Linked DNA regions of Anser cygnoides: region 2 is linked to region 1. A link is a contact called in public Hi-C data. All regions are on one chromosome and are shown on one strand. Each heading gives the region's core, a stretch centred on a gene start, on an enhancer-like site or on the middle of the called end of the contact. The rest is flanking DNA. Distances are from core to core; before and after follow the strand shown. Region 1 overlaps VAV3 (vav guanine nucleotide exchange factor 3). Region 2 holds the start of NR5A2 (nuclear receptor subfamily 5 group A member 2).

The links. Hi-C and Micro-C count contacts between places; a contact is called where the count stands out from the background.
Region 2: a Hi-C map of liver shows a contact between it and region 1, with 2.5 times the contacts expected there. The contact joins the promoter of NR5A2 here to the enhancer-like site in region 1. A contact is called at or near these places in 2 of 7 Hi-C or Micro-C datasets (both in liver).

Annotation. Positions count from the first base shown.
Region 1 is chr8:6,413,316-6,420,802 of Taihu_goose_T2T_genome, reverse strand. VAV3 (vav guanine nucleotide exchange factor 3) reads left to right here. Exons shown (of 52, transcript XM_048066888.2): 18 at 2,189-2,211; 19 at 5,313-5,358. Among named protein-coding and RNA genes, the nearest start is that of VAV3, 110 kb to the left of the region's middle. Within about 2 kb of position 2,007, at least 3 of the 3 cell types and tissues checked have open chromatin away from gene starts, as enhancers often do. A contact at or near this core is called in liver, where this site is marked.
Region 2 is chr8:7,119,468-7,125,893 of Taihu_goose_T2T_genome, reverse strand. It overlaps NR5A2 (nuclear receptor subfamily 5 group A member 2), which reads left to right and starts at 3,098. Exons shown (of 8, transcript XM_048067007.2): 1 at 3,098-3,227. The coding sequence starts at 3,164. The region is part of intron 2 of LOC106041951 (a long non-coding RNA gene); the gene reads right to left.

The sequences.
Region 1 (7,487 bases), core at 758-3,257:
GAACTCCTGATGGAGCAATTGACATAATTCAGTACAAAATACCCTGAACTACAGGAATATTGAAAAGAAATAAGACAAGCATAAGCCTTAATTTTTAATAGGCTTTTATATGGAAATAAATATTAAATGTTCTTTTGTGCATGTTAATAGTGAAATAACAAATCAGATTTCAGTCTGTCAGCGTTGGCTATGTTTTGGGCTTTTTAAGGGTTAATGTGGAGTGGAGACGGCTTAAAGAAAGTGTTCTTCATTGGAGTTGCTATTATTTTTTCTGAGTTTGAATTTGTTCATTAGGCTTTAATGACAAATGCCCTCCTGGCCTTGGTTAATGGAGCAGTTTACTTTTTTAACCTATGTATCAAAACAAAAACCCCATGCACTTCTCATGAAACTCATTTTATGCAAATTATTGGGTTTATTTATAACCTTCCTATGTAGTGATTTCTTGAATATTGATACTGGAAGTTAATGAGTTTCTTAATTATTTATTGTCAAGAGTGTTGGGATGCTGAAATCATCAAATGGAGCTCATTCATGTAGTTGTTTGGGATATTTGCTAAAGGGGGAGAAAACCCACAACTCAACAGCAACTGTTAAAAGTCAGATTGATTCATTCCTGTTGGAGGATAGAAAGACATGTCCATTTCTGTTTTGTGATAACAGATCTTCAGAACTAAATAAGGTCATTCTTAACAAAATGGACCCTTCGAGTCTGGGTTTGAAGTTTTGCTTTTGCCCCTCTGAAAGTACTTACCAAAATGACTTTCCCTTGAAGTCATATATAATGCTGAGATGAAACATTAAAAAAAAGCGTGATTTTATTTAGATTTTGGCAAAATTTCTGAAAGGCATACGAAACTGTGAAAGTAAACACCAAAATTGAATTGATTTCAGCAGCACTTAGGCAACTAATTCCCTCAGGCTCCTTTGAAAACCTCCATAGTCTACCTGCATTTCCTCCTTTGGGGCTGGCTTATATTTCTTCTGTGTGCTTGCTGTTCAAATGCAAATCAACACTTTTGGAAAGGGTATAATGATGATAATATTTTCTGAGAATGATGGGAAGATGCATCTTTGGCATACGGTATGAGAAGAAACAGTGACTAAAATGATACATGAGAAGAATTTCTGTTGGTGGTAAATAGGCTGGGCCTCGCATGCCTGGCCCCGAGTCCTCAGCCAGCATGCTGGGTCTTGGCATGCCTGCTTATCTTTGCATAAAATGCTAGAAAGCCAAAAGTTTTTTTTCCCACACTTTACTGGTTCGTGTCATTCTTTTTGTTTTTTTGTGGAACAAAATCGACTTGCAGTTAAAGCTTTTTATTTGATTTATTGCAAGTGTTGGCTCACTGTGTACAAGAAGTTACAGTAAAAGTGTTCAAATGTGACAAACTGGGCATGGGTAGTAAGTACTCTGTCTCAGCAGCATGTGTAGTCCTAGAGAACATGCACAGGTAAATACAGTTGTCCTTTGATAAGGCACTGAACCAAAACCATCTAGTGTACACCAAAATATCAGTTATCAGATTAGACACAAAGAAAAAATACATATAAAAAATGCAACTTTTAGTGTCTCTGTAGTTATGTCTGGTGTTGTGTGTGTGCAAGTATTACTGTCTTGATGCCATCTGATCACCCACAAGACTATATTTTTTAATATCATTTATAAGTAGTATAAGAAATGCATAGCAAAAAAGCACATAAAAACCCACAGGCTTTAAATTCCATTGCATACTAATGCAATGCTAAACCGAAGTACAAGAAATGTAGAAAATGTTTCAGCTGAAGATACACATCTTATCTTGATACAACTCGGCATACTCTGAAGAGACAGGTGAGAAGAGGTGCAAACACTATTTGCAATGAAGAGCAATACCTTTTAATTCCCGACAAGCTGATACTTAGGAAGCGCACTGGGGAGGTTGCAAAAGTCTGTGAGGTGTGTTGGATCAGGCTGTCCTGCACCCGCGGGCAGCTGGCGGGCGCGAGCCCTGTGCAGTGCTGGCTGGAAGAGCCAATGAGCGAGGCGAGCACGGCCTGCACGGCGCTGCCCGGGCGTGCTGCAGGTATCAGGTAGCGCAGGGCGTAGCGGTGCTTCTCGTCATGCGGCACAGCGCAGGCTGAGGAAGCTATATACGCAGCGTAAATTTACAGTTGACAATAATGCCAATTTTTACTTACCTTTCAGAACACGGGAACCTGAAACATGAGGTAAGGATTTGTTTTCATGTGACTTTTGCTTTGTTGATGACATTTACTTTGTGCATGTGCTGTTGGAACATGTATGCTTTCTTCTGCCTTTACTAACATATTTCTTTAGAATGGTGGAAAACAATTACATACAAATGTACTATGCTCCAAGCGTGTGTCAATTTTCAGTTGGCATGGCTTAATGCTGAGAACTGGAAGGGGTGGAGATGTATTTATTTTTTTTTAATTACAGGAAAAAAAAAAAAAACACTTCACAACTGATGTCTAGTTTTTCAGTGTTGCTAGACCAAATTTGGCAGTGGAATTAAGTCTACTCTTCTTTTAAACAGTAGCCAGTTCTGCGGCAGTGAAGTGCTAGTGTCCAAGTCTGCTTCTCCACAGACCTCTGGGCAGTGAAGAACTGGCCGGGCAATTTTTGCCTCTTTATTTAAACATGCGTTTGTCAGAGTTATTCAGTGGCTGTGGAATTTGTCATCTTGAGAGAACGTTAAAATGGTCACAGTGGTATATGTAGTGTACCTCAACTTAAACTCAAGAACACTGCTAGTTTTACTGGGTTATGTTCTTGCCAGTTACTTGTGCCTCTCCACTGAAGCACAGAAGGGCGTAGCAGTTATTTTTTTGTCAGCCAATTCTGACAAAAGAAAGGCAGCACTAAGTCTTAGGGTATAATAGTTCCTAGCATATATTTTACACCAGAAGTTTATGGTAATTTAACTGCTTAAGTGCCACACTGGTTATGAACGATGTATGAGGATGTGTGTTCTTTTTCTCCATTAACACTGGTGTTTTGGTGCTATCTCTAAGATCAGTAACGGAATTGAAAGGATGTTATGGCTGACGTGACTGGCGCAGAAGGGTTCATGGTTGGTCACACACAAGGCTGACTCCCCTCATGCCCGCCTACGTTTGAGCTGCTGCAGTGTTGCTGGGGAGGGGAGCCCCAGCACCTGGCACATTCAGTGGCCGGGGGCCTGGGCTGCAGTAGGCCGGGGGGCTGCAGTGAGCACCAGCCTTTACAGCTGGGCTTGCTGGGGTTCCTGGGGTCTGTCAGGGTGAGGACAGACAGGGTGGCCGGGGGAGCCCAGAGTGAGGAGAGGGGTGCTGGGGCTGTGTTACCACAAGAGCCTGTGCTTGCGGCCCTGCAGCCTGCCTGCATGCCCCGAAATGTCTGCCGCCTGCCTGCCTTCCTCACGGTTCCCTCAGCCAGTGTCTCGCCGGCTGTACTTCCAGCCACCTGCTGCCTTGTCTTTACTGTCTCTGCCTAGAAATGTCTGCTAGGTAAGGACACTTTTAAATATGAAAATTATGGCATGGTCTGTTAGCTTAAGTCTCCTGGTACTGCAGCTGACAGGCAGCACTGGGAAGCCATGAACAGATTGCTTGCTGCACCTTGTGGGCCATGTTGCCAAGTATGTAAAGCTAAATAAGGTGAACACAGGTGGCCAGATGAAGAAAATATGTATACTAATTGTAGCTAAGCCCTCAAGACCCTAAGCTTCTCACCCCCAGCGTGATTCTGAAATCTTTTCTTTTGTGTAAAGAGACAGCTTCCTTTTGAGAGCTATTGATTTGGTATTGGCTATTGATTTGAGCCAAAATGTTTGAATTAGTTTCATTCTTAAATAATTGCCTGTTTAAATTAATTTTTCAACAAGAGGTAATTTAAGTATAAGTTAGAATTCATGATTCTGGGAAAGATGGATTTTTTTCATACCAGTAATTAAGTCTACTGGTACTGCAATATATTTAAGGGTATAGAGCATCATTTTCTATCTGGTGCTTCGGTGTATTTGACTTGTGTTGTCACATAATTACTGTATTTTTTTTCAGTTCAGTTAAATGTCTGCATCTTCCTTGACATTTGCTTTTTCTCTTTACCTCTCATGTGCAAATCTGCATTAATCCTGAAAAGTAATACTGCCTCAATTGCTAAAAAATGGAGTCAGATATAACTGAGCCATTTATTTATTTATTTAACTTTACCTTCACTTCTTGTAGCAGCAACTCACAATTTTCTTCTTTCTACTGCAGCTGAAAAAAAAAACCACTGCATCCTTTCTTCAATTAGAATGTGGGGTATAGACCAAATAAGTCCAAAGACTCAAGAGTCTGAAAGCTGTTTTTAAATCAAGCTTTTCCTTTTTACCAGCTTGCTATAGGGCTTAGCAATTTGGTTGTGCCTCAGGTTACTGCTTTCTGGCTCACCTTGGTTGTTCGTCCTGCATCAGCTTATATCAACTGCAAGTAAATCGGAGCAATCTAATTGTTCCCTTTGTTATGCAACGTGCTTTCCCCTGCTTGGTTTGATTAAAAAAATAAATAAAAATGCATGAACCTTAATGCAAGCTAGCAGTTAAAACAAGTTTGCAAAAGTAGATAGTAGTTCATAGATGTGCCTTGTTTCACAGTGATGTTTTCAGGGACCCATATTATATGTCCTGGAGAATAAAGTATATAGAAAAACAAAACAACAGCAATAACAACATCAAAAAATCAACCTCATCATTAAAAAAAAAGTCTCATTCTTGTTAGTGTTTCTGATTATGTGCGGCTCTACTTATCCAAATTTAAAAGAAAGAGGGAGGGGAGTTACTAAACACATTTAAGTACTTGCCCAGAAAATTAAGAATTTTCTAGGAAATTCCACATACCTTAAGTGCAGAGTAGGAACAGAGAAAGTTTCTACCTTATTAAAGCAATAGAAGAAGAGAAGCAGCCTCACTACTACTGTGTTTATGGACGTTATCTGGATCAGATGTTACCAAATTGTGTATTTTTCTATTATCATGTTCGTAAATGATTTTTTAAAAAGTGCTTAGTATCCAAAGGAATTGATATATGAATAAACCCTCTGTGGACTAAGAATCTTTTGAGCATCATGTCAGGAAAAAATAGGATGTATGAATAAACTTTCTGCATTACTAAGAATAATTTTCAAAGTAGGATATTTCTATCAGATAGAGATAATTGTGGTGATGGTGGTGAGGGGAAATAAGATAACCATCTTTGCCTAGTAGATTGTGGGAACGAAAGGAGCTTAATATGCCTTCGTGAAAACAAGTTTATTCATATCCTTAATTTGTGTTTTTGCTATTCAGAAACGAACGAATGGAATTAGAAGAAACTCCAGACACGTGGACCCAGGTTTGTGTCATGACTTTTTAATAGTTAAACATTAAATAAAAAGAGCAAGAAAACTGTAACTCACTTCATCAAGTTGCATTATGATTGCTGTTCTAGTGTATGCAATGTTGAGAACTTTCTTTATTGCTAAAGTGAAGGTATAAAGCAATTTCTGTGTTAGCGATTTCAAAGATATGGCCTATTTTTTTCTTGTTTTCTTGAAGCAGTGCTTCACTTCTGTCTGAACAATGAAATGCCTCTGGGCTTTTGGTTAACTTGACACACCTACTGTACTCTGCAATTAAAGAGGTGATGAGAAGGAGACAGTTGCTTACAAAGCTTAGGTTCTGATCTGCAGGGTTGTGGATATTCTCAACTCGTTACTGTATTGGTGCTTAGTGCTTAGCTCTATTGGATATGAGTTGCTCTTCTAAAAGACATAAACCAATTGTAGTTTAATATAGAATTTAAGTGATTTTAGTTTTTGTTTAGTATAGAATAGATATTTTTGTGGAATCTTGGCAGCAGCAATCCTTAAGAAAATTAAATGCTTGCTTATAGATTGTGTACTCAAGCGGGTGAATGTTTCCTCTGGAGACCCGTTATGTGCCTGAATAATATACGCAATGTTTTTTGGTGTAACTGTGTGATATTTTCAGTATCATTTTTTACAGTAATTACATTTTTGTACTTTATAGGTTTCTTGTATACTGTAATTACTGGAGATTTGTTATGCAGATACTATTTGGAAAGAACCTAAGCTGTAGATTATTAAAGATTTCTGGATCTGGACACCTGAGAATAGTTGAGTCAAACATTAAACAGAATGGCAACTTGATAATACATTATAGCCTGGCAGAGCTAAGCAGTTTTGAAAAAGTAAGAATGCTAGTTGTGCCACTAGCATTGCAGCTGCCTTGGCTTGGGAAGTCTAAATGTTGTAACTAGCTGAATCAGACCACACCTTTCTTACGCATGTACCTTTGAGGTGTTTTGGACTGTGTATTGTCACTTTGTTCCCTCTAGTTTTAAAAAAAAAAAAAAAAAAGCTTCATGATGCCCCTAAGTTCTTTGTGTTGTTGGTTGAAATTCTTAAAGAAAAAGAAAAAGTGAGCACCCAATAACTCTAAAACTTAGTGTTTCCTCTGCTGGCTATACTAAGAATATCAAGAAAATAATTTGGAAGAGGATGAAAATACTTGTTCCAAATGGAACTGAGTTCTTTAATTCAGTCATATATAGTGCTGTCGACTATAATGTATGCTTGCAGAATAGTCCTTACAGGTCTAGATCTTTAAACATGTCTAATATTAGGCTTTGAAAAGGTTAGATAATTTTGTCTTTGAGAAGTTTTCAAATATACTGGTGGTTTTACTTATTGTTGAAGTCTGGTAGAAATATTTACATGATCTTTATATACAAAGATACTTTTTAATTAGCTTTTATTGAAGACTAAGTACCATTCAAATCACTGGGATCATTGAATTAAACAGATTCTTAAGAGCTTTATGAAACTAATGTCTAAATTATGCGTTTGCTCCTCCCTGTCTCTTTACCTGTACAGAATAGTACTGTGAGTTCTTGAGGGTAGTCTTAATGAGTAAAGTTCTTGGTCCCGAGTTTATTTCTGAAAGCCAGTAGAAATGCAGAACATGTGCATTGTGTTTACTTCATTTAGAGATACTATTGCAGAAGACTATTACAGAATTGCTTCTGACATTATTCATTTTTAATGAAAAAAATTACATACTAACACTCCATATGTATACTTTGACAGTTTTCAAATTAAGTGAACTTTTTAATTTGTATTTTGTCAGCATATGTGTTCTGAGTCCTGCTATAACTTGGTGGAGATAACAGACACGAATGTCTTTGGTAATCTCTTGGCAACTCCTTTGAATATTCTAAATAATACTACTCATCAGATATCATGTTGTCTTGAGAGACAGAAGGTGCCATCCAGAGAGCAGCACTTTTAAAAGATCAGTTATTTTGGGCATATATTGCTGCGTAGACCCTAAGATCTTTTCAAGACAACCGTCACATAAATCTCTAGAAATCATAGCACCATGGTGATCTTTTTGCTGAGAGCAGTAGTCAGTTATAGATACTGTTTAAGGTCTTAATGTACTGCCTTATTGTTGTTGTTA
Region 2 (6,426 bases), core at 1,849-4,348, 700 kb before region 1:
TTTTTGTTGTAAATGGTTGCAAAACAATTTGATGTGCAAGAGTCAAAGGAGGGATTGTTGCCAAGCTTTTGAAATCAGGTACATTTTCTTTGAGGGACATTTGTCTGAGGGACAAACAAGGGACAATTTCATCATACAAGAACTGGCAAAAAAAAAAAAAAGACAGTAAATGGTTTTCAATTACCTATCTTCATGAAAAAACAGAGAGAAAAGCACATGTGAAATAATAACACTACCTTCCAAAAGCCTTGTTTCACCCTTTCCAGATGAAAATAAAAATAGAATAGAATAATCAAAAGTAAATAATTAGAAGTAAATAATTAAAATAAAATACCTGAAAAACACAGAGATATAAAATGAGTTCATGATGTTGCAGCCCCAGTTAGGAAAAGCTGATCCCAGCAAGACCAGTGGCTTCTTTACCAGAGACTTCCACGTGAAAAGGCTACAGTTCTCAATTACTGATCAAGCAAAGTATTCCGCCATAAACACAAGTATTTTATTTCAGTGAGACAAATATGCCTCATTACACACATCCTTTTTCAGCTGAAGCCCAAACATATCACTGCTAAATATACAGAGGTGCTGGATCATGGGCTGATATAGACTGTCCTGGAGTTTTCCTACGAGTTTATTTTCCACCACTGGACCAGGTACAAAGAGAGGCAAAGAAAGTCTGTCTGGTTGTGCACCTGGCATACACATTCTTCTATCCATGGTGACAAAGTATCAGAAAGGAAAAAAGGAACATTTTTAAGTGACCCTGACATTTGATACTGATGCAAGAAAGGAAAGGAATGACAGAATTTGAAGCCAAAAGCATGAAGTTTCTTTATATTTCCTATGATTTAGTATCTCTCTCCCCCACATACGGCAGATTCCTTTATAGAAGCCCTTGTATATGGGCCAGCAGTGCTCCAGCAATGTCTCCAATGACACAGTAGAAAGTTTCTAGCCTCAGTATCACTTGCAGCACTGCCTTTCTATTTTCTCTCCCATTCTGAAAGACACGTGGTTTTGTTTGTTTCTGATGGAATAAATCATTGTTCATATTTTTTATGAATAGAATTTAAGACCTATTTGATGATCAAATGAAATAGAATAGACAGAGAGACAAATTCCTTAGGTTTATATCAAAACTGTTGTAAAAGCTGGCTTCCAGCTTTCAGTCAATCTAATTAGATAAAATTATCAGTGACCCTGAAAAAACACTCATAGTATCTGTTTCACCTGATTTGCAAATTATTTTTTTCCTGTAAGAAATAGGAAGATACACGAGCATTGCATGCTTCTACTTTTAAAGCATTTCACAAACATTACAAGTCAATAATTCACAGCATTGTTGAGAGGCAGTTGGGTACAGTTTGCTCACTTTACAACTATAAAAAGGAGGAAGAGAAACCTGACTTCTGGAAGTTTTTGGTGCATAGGTCTGTATGATTTCACTTGCAGCATGTACCATAAACAGTGAATATTTATGACTGGCACTCATTTGAGTGAACAAGTAAGTGTCTGAATTGTACACTCCGGCATGGTAAATAAAGTATGCAAAACTCACGTGCAGTTGTTCAATAAGAATTTGGAAAATGAGGCCTTCCCTTCATAGCCTGCCACCCTCGCTGGGGGGCTGTAGAGAGGGCCAGCACTGCACAGACAGACCGCTGGTACTTCAGGGCTCCAGGCCATAATGCCCAAGCCTCACAAGTTGCTCTGGGGTTTGCCACTTCAACCCCATTATGAGGCCTGCTCAGGCCTGACTGGGAGAAGCCTGAGAGGGTGCTCAGTGTGAGCCCTCAGTAACCCACCTGCCACTTTATCATCAAAGTGTAACCATCACGAGAAAGTATATAAAAGAGCATATGCTGCTTTACAGCCCTCCACAAATTTCAAGAGAAAAACTCCTGCAGACTTCAAGAGGCTTCAGATCCAGCCCACAGTGGGATAACTTCTCTCTTTTTCAAGAGACTTGAAATATCAAATATCGTCTGAGCACTCAGGCGCGAGCCTGCTCTCAGGAAGCGCCTACAGGCTTCAGACTCCAGGCTGCAGCGACCGCTGCGGGCACCGCAATGCGCCCAGGAGGGGCCCCGCGGCCGCAGGGAGCCCCGGAGGGCTGTGCTACCCCCATGGCACCTCTTCCTCCGTGGCCGTGAAAGCGCCCCGTGGCCCGGCGCGCCCACGGCCAAGCTGAGAACCCAGCGCAGCTGCCCGCCGCTCTGCCCGGCGCTTGCAGAACAACCCTTGGCAGCCCTCTGACGTGCTGGGAGTGCGCTTCGTCCCTCAGCAGCCTTAGGGGTGAGCACAGTGCTGTCTGTGTACCTTAATCCTGGGGTATCGGTGTTTAGCCATGCTGTTAAGCTCCTGCTTTGCTGAGAGAACAGCGTACACCTTTAACTGAACAGCCACAACCTGGGGCTTGTCTCCAGCCCGAGGACGGGGGCAATAAAGTGATTCTGTCTGACAAAGCCTCCAGCAGAGGTTCGCGCCTGCTGTCACTCAGGGCGCTGAATCCCAGGCACATTCTCAAGCCTCCTTTAAGGAATTAATGCTTGCTTGCTTTGCCATCCAAAGAGTGTTTACAGAAGCCAAAACAACCGTGCTTGCTGTCCACTGTGCAAAGAGGTGATGACATCAGGAAGACAGGTCACAAGTCTGAGTTTATAGTCATTACACTTACATTGGTATGGCTTTTCATCCACTCAGTATGATCTTATGACCCTACAACTTTACAACCTTCCACTCTCTGGGCTTCATAGCACCTCTCCATTCCAGGTTAATCATTTCTCTGCCATTATCTGCCAAGAGTTCTTATCTCTTTTGCTGTCACTTTATAACAGGGTCCTCTTATCAAGCTGTACAAAATCACGTGACGGGGCCAAACCTATCACAAGTTCCAATTCTTCTGATTAGAGACTATCATGAAATGGGATACATGGTTTACAGCAGGTCACTAATGCTGGAAAAAGTACAGAGTCCACCGAAAGACACGCTTGTTACTTTCTGAATTCTTGGATAATTTTTTTGTTGTTGTTCATCACGCCGACTTTCACTGAAGGTTATTATAGCCTGGGTCTCAAGGCCAGAAAAGTTTACAGGCTGCACCCCTTCCGTACTCAATGCTGTACACCTTGCACCCAAGGGTACTGTATATTTACACTTAATAATGTCTTCTAGTTCTCACACGGCCATCATACAGGAATCTATAAAACATGGACTTACATCAGTCGGTAAGTAACAGTTTTCTGTTTTGATGACTCTGCATACATATATTAAACTTGAGGCTGCCCAAACTGAAAAAAAACATTATGATTGGGCAAGGAAACAAAACTGACTAATTTACACGTGGTTTTAGGCTAATGAGAACTTTATGATGCAATGTAAAAACGTAAGAAAGCAGCTGATGACTGGGTGAATGATTTTTTTCTCCAGAGATGTGATTATCAAATATATCATTGGGTAATGGGTAGCATTTTTAATATATTACAATTGCTAATAACTATGAAATCGTGTGTGTAAACATTTGTGAAAAGCACAAATTTATCAACAGATTTAAATCGCTCCTGTTCTGACTGTTCTTGTTGAATAAAACCTCAGGAATGTTTTCATGCTTTTTTCTGTAAGCAATATGGATGTTAAATGCAGATGCCTTTTAATATCTAAAACCACAGGTATATATTCATTCAGTGGGGGTGGGCTGGATGGTGAAAGTTGGTTAATGCTTTAGTGCAGAGAAGAAGCGAATGCTTTCAGCAGCACACGGAAGAGCACCGGCTCTCCGTTGGGAATGCAGGTGGGCACGGGTTGCTCCGGTTGCCGGCACGAGGAGCGTTGCACCCCGTGCTGCCAGGGCTGCAGTGGCTGCAGTTGAGCCCCAGCGGCGCCAGAGGTGGCGTGCCAAAGGAGACTGCTCCTGCATGGAGCAGGGGGCTCCTCGGCCTGTACAAGCCTGCCCAGCCACGCCGCAGGTCCCACCACCCGTGGTTTTGCAAGGCTGTGCCTGGCACAGTGGTTTATGGCAAGGATGAAAGAAGAGAGCTTTGGCCCGGGTGTGGGCACCTGGGCTCGCTCTCCTCCTCTTGCCCCAGTAGTGCGTCATTGCATGCAGGCGAGGCACTTGCCCTGATGCTGGGTGTGATACGGGCACCTCGCCATCAAGGGAGGCTCTGGGGCTGTGGAGATGGAGGGCGCAGCAACAGCTGCAGGAAATAGCCTCAAATCTAGCTGGAACCTGATCTTGATCTCCTGGGTGGAACTGCTGCTTATCCCAAGGAAGGGGAGGGTGTCTGTGTAAGGGCTCCCACCTGGGACCTGGCTGTGCCCCAGACAGCCAGACCCAAGGAGCTCCCTTCTCACTCCCTCCTCCTGTCCCACACCTCCTGCACAAGGACCATGTCCAACACCACAGCGAGCTTTGCTGGGCTGCAAGTGAATGGCAGGAGAATAACACCCCATGGACTGCACCGCCAGGCCCGCAACCACCCGCCCTCTGGCTGGCAGTGTGCTGGGGTGGGATCCCGGTGCCTCTCCTCGTAGGGAGCCACGTGGTCCCGCTGGCAGTGCCATCAGGTATCCCATCCGCAACACCTGGAGAGGGGAAAATAGGACACTCCTCTCTATTATATTTGACCAGTTAAATGTCATTTTCAGAGTCTCCAAAAGACTGGCAGGCCTGGGTTCTCTAAACCATGTGGATATGAGGGACAGATAGGTAGAAGACATAAATTATCAGAGCACTGTTGTCATCATACCTCCAAAACATGCTCACATGTGTGCTGCATTGCAGAAATACCAGATCAGATTCATTAAGCATGGCTCAGGAAAAGCAGGTCTAAATCCTGTGAAACTGAAATCGTGTGTCCTGGGTCTGGGGAGGGTTCTGCTCATGTGTGTCACCGCACAGCCAGAGGTCATGGTGGCATCCCTGAAAACACCCAACTCAGCGTGTGTAACCTGGCCACCACATACTTCTCACGGTTAAATGTGACCAGCACCACTCTGTGGGCTTCTGCTTGAGGGTGGAGGGACCAGGTAGGAAGGAGCTGGATCCTACTCTTATTTGCTCTTGGAGAGCAAGAAGCTGTCCTTCCAGGGTATAAGCACAACCTGCACCAGGGCCAGGTGTTCTTAAGGGTAAATCCCACCTCAGACTTTCACTTTTGTCCAGTCCTTCCCAACTCCTCCCTCGTTTTTTCCCCTCCAAGCCAAGGCAGCTCAGGAGGGGCCCTGGCAAGGCCTCCGCAGCCCCAGCCCCTCGTGCCCAGGCTGGAGCACCTGCAACACTAGCGTGGGGCCGGTGGGTGCACCCACCTGGCATGACTTTGTCTGCGGTATGAATGAGTGAATGAATGAATCCAGTCCCTGTGAACGCAAATCGGGCTCCTCCACTGAGTAAAACGGGGCTGGAGCTGCCCCTCGGAGAGCGAACACAGCCAGCCTGGAGCTGGAGTGTGAGTAGGCACTAAGCTTTGCCGACACCTGCTTGTAGATTTATGGTCAAATAGCCAAAAAGGCATCTGGAATCCACACTATCTTAGCAGTACATCCTATCTGCCAGATGTTGATCATCACAGGGACTTCTGAAAATGTTTATGGAAGTGCCACGATTTTTTCCTCTACCAGATTCCTGTGCAATACAAAGCTACTCAACTAGTTTTATTTTTCCTCTAATCAGCCGATTCTCTTAGTGGCTTTAGGGATACTGTGCAACTTTTATAAGCACTAGCTATGATTATTTAACAGAAATAACTGCTTCGTTAACTTGAAAAAAATGGTTATAGAGCAGGAAAAATAATCTACTTGCAGTTTCTTACTGTGAGGCTTTTCATCTTGTATAATACTTACTGCCATCTTAATTTTAATGTATGTCCTCGGGCAGTTTACAGTATTATAATATAATTAGTGCTCTTGAGTTTGGCAAGGTTTATTTTTTCTGTATTATTATTATTAGAGTGCATATATAATGCAGTTTCTTATGACTAGCAGACAGAAAAGATTTCCTTTAAAAGTTTGGATGAGGATTTTGGCCAGCAATGGTGTGGGCAAAGCTTCCCCAGAAGTGATCAGTTTGGGGCTGGCCGTGTGAGGGCTGCAAGACCCAGGCCACAGGCAGTTCATGACAGGGACATTTTGATGCTAGTTTTGACTTTTAGGCAATTTTCTTCTCCTTAAAAACTTCTCCCATTGTTATACTGCAAACGAGCGATTTACAGAATTGGCAGTATTTACACCCAATTTTTTCCAGTTAGTCTAAATACCCAAATGCATGAGGCAAAATATCAAGGATGATGCCTGTGGTCTCCAGAGGAAAATGTCCAACGCTGCCAAAACGCCACAAGCCACTCGTCCGTGTGGGTAATTTAAAGGCCAGCTCTCAGGCTGCCTTTATATAAGGTGAAAGGGAAGAATTATCTGCAGCAAGAGTTGTGC